2 separate regions of the Mus musculus genome follow, and region 1 is linked to region 2. Evidence: chromatin contacts called from public HiCAR-type data. All regions are on one chromosome and are shown on one strand. The core of a region is the stretch at or near the end of the contact, and the rest is flanking DNA. Distances in the headings are between cores, read along the strand shown. Region 1 overlaps Gm281 (cadherin-related family member 3). Region 2 has its middle 120 kb from the start of Gm281.

Evidence for each region. HiCAR-type assays count read pairs that join an accessible place to other places.
Region 1: a contact with region 2 is called in a HiCAR-type map of embryonic stem cells, with 6 times the contacts expected there. The contact joins two enhancer-like sites. A contact is called at or near these places in 6 of 484 Hi-C or Micro-C datasets (the HL-1 cell line, cortical neurons, differentiating embryonic stem cells and 2 more), 5 of 115 datasets of contacts at active chromatin or transcription factors (all in embryonic stem cells) and 1 of 9 other capture datasets (embryonic stem cells).

The regions. Positions count from the first base shown.
Region 1 is chr14:13,898,508-13,903,297 of GRCm38.p6, reverse strand. Gm281 (cadherin-related family member 3) reads left to right here. Exons shown (of 15, transcript XM_011244864.1): 3 at 3,618-3,789. It also overlaps the pseudogene Gm18576. Among named protein-coding and RNA genes, the nearest start is that of Gm281, 14 kb to the left of the region's middle. Within about 2 kb of position 1,312, at least 104 of the 459 cell types and tissues checked have an H3K27ac peak or open chromatin away from gene starts, as enhancers often do. A contact at or near this core is called in embryonic stem cells, where this site is marked.
Region 2 is chr14:13,795,659-13,800,123 of GRCm38.p6, reverse strand. No RefSeq gene overlaps it. Among named protein-coding and RNA genes, the nearest start is that of Gm281, 120 kb to the left of the region's middle. Within about 2 kb of position 2,338, at least 4 of the 459 cell types and tissues checked have an H3K27ac peak or open chromatin away from gene starts, as enhancers often do. A contact at or near this core is called in embryonic stem cells, where this site is marked.

The DNA.
Region 1 (4,790 bases), core at 63-2,562, 100 kb before region 2:
TTATAACACAGAAGTGATATTACCAGACAAGCATCAGTGGAGTATACTGACAGAGCTGCTATATGTGAAAACCAAACAGAGTTTAATTTCTTCTTGTAAACAAATCCCAGTGCAGTTCTGTGCTACAATTTTAGTAATGAGAATGCAGATATCTTCTGGTGCAGGCCAGCACAATAACCTTCAAAGATTATCTCAGGCACCCTGTTGTTGACTTGATGGTTTTACTTAGAACCAGTTGTGATGTTACCTTTCGCAGAATGTCCTAATTGACAGCTTTTAGAAGACCAATTTAACCAGGCTTACACATGGTACCAAATACCAGTTTTGTAGCTTTCTTCCTCCTTCCAAAAGTCATGTTGAAATCAAGGTGAAGTTTGACTATGGTAGTAGACTGCCAGTCCTTTTCTGGTGTACCATTTTATTTATTTATTTATTTTGAAATTTTTTTTAAATTTAATTTTATTTCTTTTTTAAGTACAGGCACATAACACTAGCCAAAGATTATACCTTGATTACATTCCCAAAAGGCAGATATGCTGCAAACATGCAGAGATTTCATTCATTTAGTTTGGCACATGGAACTAAATTTTGTTCCTAGTATATGTGTATTTCAATTTGTTGTGCATATTTTTGTCCAATTTTACTGAGGGGAGGCAATTCTGCCTGTAACAAACACCCAAACATCCTAAAATATCAATTATATAACAGACAAGTATAAAGCAAAACTCTGGAGAACATCAAAGGAAAATGGCCATGCATCTGCTCTTTAATGTTTTCCTACGATATATTAAAATAAAAACAAAGTTTCAGTCTCTTCACATGTAGTAATTTTATATTCTCTGGATTTTTTGAGCCACAACAACTAGATTTTCTTTTCTGATTTTTGCTGCAGCTTCTGCTTATAATCATATGGCCAGTTGTGCTTGTCAGAGTAATGGTGAAGTCCACAAAACAAATTTCCACATCGGCAGTCAACCCCTGTAAGGCCATCTCTCTTTCTACAAATAGAACATCTGTTCTTCTTTGGTTTGGGCAACTCAGGAGCTTTTTCTTCACTTTGAGAAGAACTGGGCTGAGAAACTGATGGACTGAGCTGAGTGACAACTGACTCTGACACCTCTGTTTTCGGGATAGTTAATTTGTCCTCTCATGAAATGCTCATTTCTGTCATTTGTTGAGTTACAGGCAAGGCAGCCACAGGCACATTTCTTGATTTTTCAGATGTGCTGCCAGCAGCACCTTCACAATTGTTGAAACTAGCATCTGCTCTCTGTACAGATGCAGAATCTGTTGGAACCACTAGATGTCCCCATTGGGCTCATTCTGCCACTATTCGTCTCTCAAGATGTTCTTCGTAGGAAACAAGAACACGTTCCATTTGTCCTAGGACCCCATAAAAGCCACATCCTGAACTACACAGCATGGGCACTGGGGTCTGGTTAGTCTCCTGAACCATATTTTTCTGCCTGCGGGGGCCCGGATGCCCTAGCGAGCTGGCGCGCGACGCCGGGCGGTAGGCAGGGCTGAGACCTCCGGGAAGGGTTGGCTAGCGGCCGCCGCGGGCCAGAGCGGAACGCAGGCCGAGCGCAAGTGTTCCTTTTTCTACCTGCAACTTCCAACTAGCAGGTTGAAAGTTAAAGCCACACCGTTCCTGCTGAGATAGAACAAAGGCCACATTGCTTAATCCTCTGCTGTTAAGATACAGGTTAGGTCACTTTTTTTTTTTTTTCCTTCAGACAAAGCAAGAAAGTTTTTAGGACTTTTTTAGAGATTATTATCAGCATTTCAGTACAGTAAGAGACCTAGAAAGCCCTGAGACTCTCAGACTTTTAAAGCCATCACCAGAGTCCTACTTTGTGACTCCACCACTACCCTCTTCGGGCTGGGAGGCTCCCGGCAGGTGGGAGTCCAAACAAAGGCATAAGATCTACTTAGTATTCTCTGAAGTAGCTTTATCTGAAAAGCATTCTGCAGACTGGGCAGGAATTGAATAAAAGAGGGAGAAAACATCTCAGGTCATGTGCAAAAGTCCTGTAGAAAGAAGGATCCTGAAAAGAGGAGACCAGATTTGAACAGGGAGTGTGGTGAGAAATCTGACTGCAATGGAGATAAAGGAGAGAGCCTGTGGAATCTGGGAGATTTGTTGGAAAGAGCTACTTACTTGCTAGTTTTAATAAAGCTAATTCTCCTACTGGGAGAAGTTCACATAGGCGCATTGCTCTTTATAAGATATCTGGGTTCCTTAAGACTCAAAGTACTCATACTGCAAAGCTATTGCATGCTTGACATTCACCTGGTCTTTCTGCATTGGCTCTCTGAGACCCAAAAGAGGACCCAATTCAGTGCAATAACATCTTTAACAGTTGAGCTGCCCTAGACTGGTTTAGTTTCAGGTTATGGTTAGCTCTTGTGTCCCTCAAATCTCAAACCTCTAAAAGCAGTGACTAGTAGAAGCATATTCCATCAGAACAAAAAGAAAACCAGAATATAAGCTTGAGCCCATGTGTACATTTAGAGACTTAAATCTACTCATAAGCTATTAGTTGAAGAAAGTCTCATGCACAAGCCATAGGAACTGCCAAGTCAAATGGCAAGCATCAGAAACATGGGAACTGCAGAGTATGGTAGAAAAGAAACATGATCTGCTAATGCTTTAACAAGATCACTCTAGCTACTGTGGGCACATATTCTAGAAGGACAAGGGAGGTATTTAATAGAACCAAGCCATGGCATTGCCAGCTCTTCAAACTTGCTTCCATTGTGAATCTGGTATTTAACACTGTCTTGTACTTATTCTCTGTTCAGCTTCTACTCTAAGCCCAGCTAGCAAAAATTCTGCTGAGACTCTAGCTTCTGCTCCTGCACTAAGCTGACAAGGCTGCTTTTCCTCTGTGCGCCTCCTCTTATGAGCACTGTAAACCTAGGGAATGGCTTACTTTAATGCATTTCTGTTCTGTTTCCTGAAAAATGAGATGAATGGTAACTTTATTACCTCACTTGAGCTGACAAAACGATTCTGTGAAATAATATATGTCAAGATCCATTTTGCTGTGTAGGCCACAATAAATAGTTGATACTTAGTATTTGTCTATGATAAATATGTTTATAATTCAGTATTCAGCTATGTTATAAATATTAAAGACACAATAAATGTGGCCACACTATTAAAATGATATCCTCACTAGATGTGAAAGTACATACCTTTTTTTTTTTTTTTTTTTTTTTTTTTTTTTTTTTTTGGTTTTTCGAGACAGGGTTTCTCTGTAGCCCTGGCTATCCTGGAACTCACTGTGCAGACCAGGCTGTCCTCAAACTCAGAAATCTGCCCACCTCTGCCTCCGTAGTGCTGGGACTAAAGGCGTGCATCACCACCACCCGGTGGAAGTACATACCTTTAATCCTAGTACTAAGAGCTGATGGTGTAGAATCATGAGTTTGAACAAGCTTGGAGTACATGTCTCAAAACAAAACCAAATTGTCAGGTGTGGTGGCTCACAGTTGTAATCCTAGAACTTGAGATGTTGTGACAGAAGGATTGTTATGATTGTTATATATATATATGAAGTCAACAATTTGGTCCTCCATCATTGTGCTTTTTTTTTTTTTTAACATTTTAGATAATTATCACTGGAGTACCCAAGCTGGACTTTGAGGTGGTAGCGCTCTATTCCTTGACAATATATGCCAAAGACAACCATGGGGCAACAGCGTCCCAGACCATTTTTGTCCAGATCGAAGATGTGAATGAGCCTCCTGTTTTCATTGGGTCACTTACACAGAAAAATCAAGGTACCAACGGTCTGTTTTGAGGGAAAGCAAGTACCAACGGTCTGTTTTGAGGGAAAGCAAGTCCTGAGGACACAGACGTAGGTCCTGTGCTCTATGTCTTATGTGTTTTCATGGTGTTCGGGCTAGAAGGTTAAAGGAGACTGACACTAAACAAACTTGGGCTTGTATAATGGCTCAGCAGCTAAACGGATTTGTAATGCAAGCCCGATAACTGGAGTGGTGACCCCTGGAACCTACAGTAAAAGTAGAGTACTAACTCCTGAAAGTTGTCCCTGGAACACCATACATGTTATGACATATACATGCCCCCCCCGCGCGCGCGCGCGCACACACACACACACACACACACACACACACACACAAGCTGATATGTATAGGTCCTGATTATGTATAGGCATCATCCTATAAGTGGATTGTTTATTTAACATTCACAGCACTGGAGGGGAAGTTCTTTTGTTCCCTTAGTCCCACTGTATAGAAAATAGACTGAAGTAATTTTCTTAATATTGAAAATGATCCATGTATCTGTTTTATCACACTGTACTAAAATCGATCTCTTAAATGTGTCTAGTTGTTAAACTAGAAGCTTCCCAAGACCTGTGATGAGGCTTTTTGCCTCACTCTTGACTTTCTTTCTCACTCTATGAAGTCAAATACCTAATTTTTACTTGTGGAAAAAATCCATAGTGTTCAGGTAAAACAAAATAGTTCAGATGTAGGTATGGCTACTAACTGGACTGAGTTACTTGTTTTGTGTGAACCTCAGACCCTTCATTGCTATGTCTTAGATGGGAACGATTCCCCAGGGAGTCATGTGCTCCAGCAATGGTCCCAGCTTGTGGCACTGGTTTTGGAGGTCATGAAGGACCTTTGGGAGGTGGAGCCTTGCTGGAGGAGGCAGAACACTTGAGGGTGGGCCTTAAGGCTTACTTCCCAACCACTCTCTGTTTCCTGTTAATGGCGAAGTGAGGAGGTGAAGTGTTCTCTTTGCACACATCCAT
Region 2 (4,465 bases), core at 1,089-3,588:
GAGTTTTTATGAAGTTCTTTAGGTTATGTAGACTGGAGTATGCACATACACACACACACACACACACACACACACAACACACACACACACACACACGTCTATACTCAAAACAAGGGGAAATGTTGAGTTTGAGCCTTCTTTTTGCTATAGAAACAATATGACAAATAGGAAACTAACACTGTTGAGTGTCTGAGATGATGGTGACAAGGAAGATATGCAAGAACAAACCTATTTGAATTTAGAGCTTTTCAATATACAAAGAACTTCCATGAATAGTTCATTAGGAAAATGAAGTCACTTAAAAAGTAACACAGCTACAAGAGTAAATCTGTACTTGAAGTTTCATTATATTCTCTATCTCCCAATGACAAGGTGTTATAGGAGAATGACCTACACTATGTTTAAGAATTTGATTGTGTGTTCGTTCCAGTTGCCACCCCCCACCCCCCCACCCCCGCACAATCTTGGGCACAAACTCAGTGGGCCCTAGCACGCCCAGGATCTTGGGATCACTGGGTGAGTGGAACACAACATCTGTTCCAAAAAATCCCAGAGGGTGTTGTGCCATCAGGAGCAGGGACAAAGGAAAGCTGCCAACCAGTGGCTGGGTTTCTTTTTCCTTGGTGCCAGCCCTGCGCCATCTTGGGCACAATCTCGGCGGAGGGTCCAAAGATACTCAGAGGACTCTCCATGCTGCAGGCTCCCTACCATATCCAAGATCTTGAGATCACTAGTGAGTGGAATGCAACATCTGTTCCAAAAAATCCTGAAGGATCTTGTGCAAGCAGGAACAGGGACAAGGGAAACCCACCCAATCAGAGGTTGGGGTTTGTTCTGGTTGGTGCCAGTCACATGCCATCTTGGGCACAAACTTGGCAGGCCATAGTACACCCAGAATCTTGGGATAACTGAGACCAGCCTACACAGGAGAGCACATGGGCGGCAGAAGCAACAGAGCTTCTTAGACAGGGTCCCTTAGGGACTTCATCCTCAGCCAGGAGACAGAGCTGAGACCCAGATATCTGGACAACTTCCCTGCCAGAGGAGAGTTGGCTTCCAGGAAGGGCTCTGACCCCAGGACTCAGGAGGTGGTTCTGAGCTCCAGACTTGGGTCCACCTTCCCTGGAAGAGGAAAGCTTGCCTGCAGAGAGTGCTCTGACTACTGGGACTCAGGAGAGAGTTGGACTCCCAGGAGTGCTGACAGAGGAGGAACAAAATTATAGAAGAAAACTTTCCTAACTTAAAGAAAGAGATCCCCATGAACATACAAGAAACCTACAGAACCCCAAATAGACTGGTCCAGAAAAATGATTCCTCCCAACACATAATAATCAGAACAACAAATGCACTAAATAAAGATAGAATATTAAAAGCAGTAAGGGAAAAAGGTCAAGTAACAAATAAAAGGCAGACCTATTAGAATTAAACCAGACTTCTCATCAGAGACTATGAAAGGCCGAAGATCTGGGACAGATGTTATACAGACCTTAAGAGAACATACATGCCAGCCCAGGCTACTATACCCAGCAAAACTCTCAATTACTATAGATGGAGAAACCAAAGTATTCCATGACAAAACCAAATTCACACAATATCTTTCCATGAATTCAGCCCTTCAAAGAATAATAAAGAGAATATGCCACAGACGGACCTCTTTTTTGGGTCTCCTATCTGCACAGAATGGGTCTCTGGTTGCAGGTGGGCGAAGGAGTCAGCGAATGAATGACAAACAGACACAAGGGAGTGTGCTGTATCTGAATGTAATTTGTCAAATGGAGCATCAAACTTTTTATACAGAACAAAATAGGGAAATTAGGTGACACATCAGCAAGGTACAAATGAGGTTACTGGATGCTTAATGACTCTTACACAAAACAGAGGAATGTAAACACAAAGACTGGCAGGAACTGGGCAATAAAACAACTGAGACAAAGTCAGCCCTATCTAAGGTCAGCTATAGTCTTAGAAGCCAGCTGTGAGGTCTTTTCACTCCTAGGGCAAGGGCTTTCACACCCAAGTCATGGTTCTAATTAGGGAGTTCCGCTCTAGCCAACCATCTCATGAATAATGCAATACTCTAAAACCACAGCCTGATTTACTTCCGAAACCATTGTAAATTCCTGTATATGGGAGCAACTTGGCTTTTATTCTAAGTGATAGTGTGGGGGGACTTTCTACTAATAAGCAATGTAGTCTGCCATACATAACTATAATAAGAATTTTAAACTTATGGCACTAAGCTTGCCCAGAGATTTTTAACTCTGTAGTAGAGAGTAATGCCTGATTTCTTTCACTGTCTCTCTTACAATACTAAAGGCAATTCTGAATGCCACTGAATAGGCAACATTCTTACTGAATTCCAAGCCTAGGACTCAATTCAAATCTCAAGGACTACCTAGGGCATTGCTGAAGGCTAGGAAGCAAAGTTCGATTTTGCTTAGGTATTTGGCAAGTCATTGCTTGGAGGCACCTATAACAAAACAATACTGAAAGGAAGCACACAGATCCATTCGCAAGGACAAAATTGGAGCATAAGTGCTATGGAATGCCACAGTTCCAGGAGACTAAGTTTCCATGAAACTCTTCACCTCAAGACTGCGTCAAGGCTTTTGGCGTATCATGCATGACATTACTGGAGTGGATGTAGCAGAAAAACACCAACACAAGGACAGAAATTATGCCCTAGAAAAAGCACGAAAGTAATCCTTCAACAAATCTAAAAGAAGACAGCCACAAGAACAGAATCCCAACTCTAACAACAAAAATAACAGGAAGCCACATTTACTTTCCTTAATATCTTTTAATATCAATGGACTTAATTCCCCAATAAAAAGACATAAACTAATAGACTGGCTATATAAAGAGGACCCAACTTTTTGCTGCTTACAGGAAACCCACCTCAGGGAAAGACAGACACGACCTCAGAGTAAAAGGCTGGAAAACAATTTTCCAAGCAAATGGTCCCCAGAAAAAAGCTGAAGTAGCTTTTCTAATATCGAATAAAATTGACTTCCAACCCAAAGTTATCAAAAAATACAAGGAGGGGCACTTCATACTCATCAAAGGTAAAATCTTCAAAGATAGACTCTCAATTCTGAATATCTATGCTCCAAATGCAAGGGCATCCACATTCATTAAAGAAACTTTAGTAAAGCTCAAAGCACACATTGCACCTCACACAAAAATAGTATGAGACTTCAACACCCCACTCTCACCAATGGAGAGATCCTGGAAACAGAAACTAAACAGAGACAGAGTGAAACTAACAGAAGTTATGAAACAAATGGATTTAACAGATATCTACATAACATTTTATCCTAAAAGAAAAGGACATACCTTCTTCTTAGCATCTCATGGCACCTTCCCCCAAATCATTCATATAATTGACCACAAATCAGGCCTCAACAGATACAAAAATATTGAAATTGTCCCATGCATCCTATCAGATCACCATGGACTAAAGCTGATCTTCAATAACAACATAAATAATAGAAAGCCTACATTCATGTGGAAACTGAACAACACTCTACTCAATGATACATTGGTCAAGGAAGAAATAAAGAAAGAAATTAATGACTTTTTAGAGTTTAATGAAAATGAAGCCACAACATACCCAAACTTAGGGGACACAATGAAAGCATCCCTAAGAGGAAAACACATAGCTCTGAGTGCCTCCAAAAAAAAAAAAATAATACTAGAGAGAGCATACACTAGGAGCTTGACAGCACACCTAAAAGCTCTAGAACAAAAGGAAGCAAATTCACCCAAGATGAGTAGAAGGCAGGAAATAATCAAACTCAGGGGTGAAATCATCCAAGTGGAAACAAAAAGAACTATTCAAAGAATCAACCAAAGTAGGAAGTGGTTCTTTGAGAAAATCAACAAGATAGATAAACCCCTTAGCCAGACTAACTAGAGGACACAGAGACAGAATCCTAATTAACAAAACCAGAAATGAAAAGGGAGACATCATAACAGAACATGAGGAAATTCAAAACATCATCAGTTCCTATTACAAAAGGCTATACTCAACAAAACTGGAAAACCTGGTAGAAATTGACAATTTTCTAGACAGATACCTGGTACCACAATTAAATCAGGATGCAATTAATGATCTAAACAGTCCTATATCCCCTAAAGAAATAGAAGTAGTCATTAATAATCTCCCAACCAAAAAAAGCCCAGGACCAGATGAGTTTAGTGTAGAGTTCTATCAGACCCTCAAAGAAGACCAAAATCGATTTCTCCTCAAACTATTCCATAAAATAGAAACAGAAGGTACTCTACCCAATTCATTCTATGAAACCACAATTACTCTGATACCTAAACCATATAAAGACTCAACAAAGAAAGAGAACTTCAGACCAATTTCCCTTATGAATATTGATGCAAAAATACTCAATAAAATCCTCACAAACTGAATCCAAGAGCACATCAAACTGATCATCCATCATGGTTAAGTTTG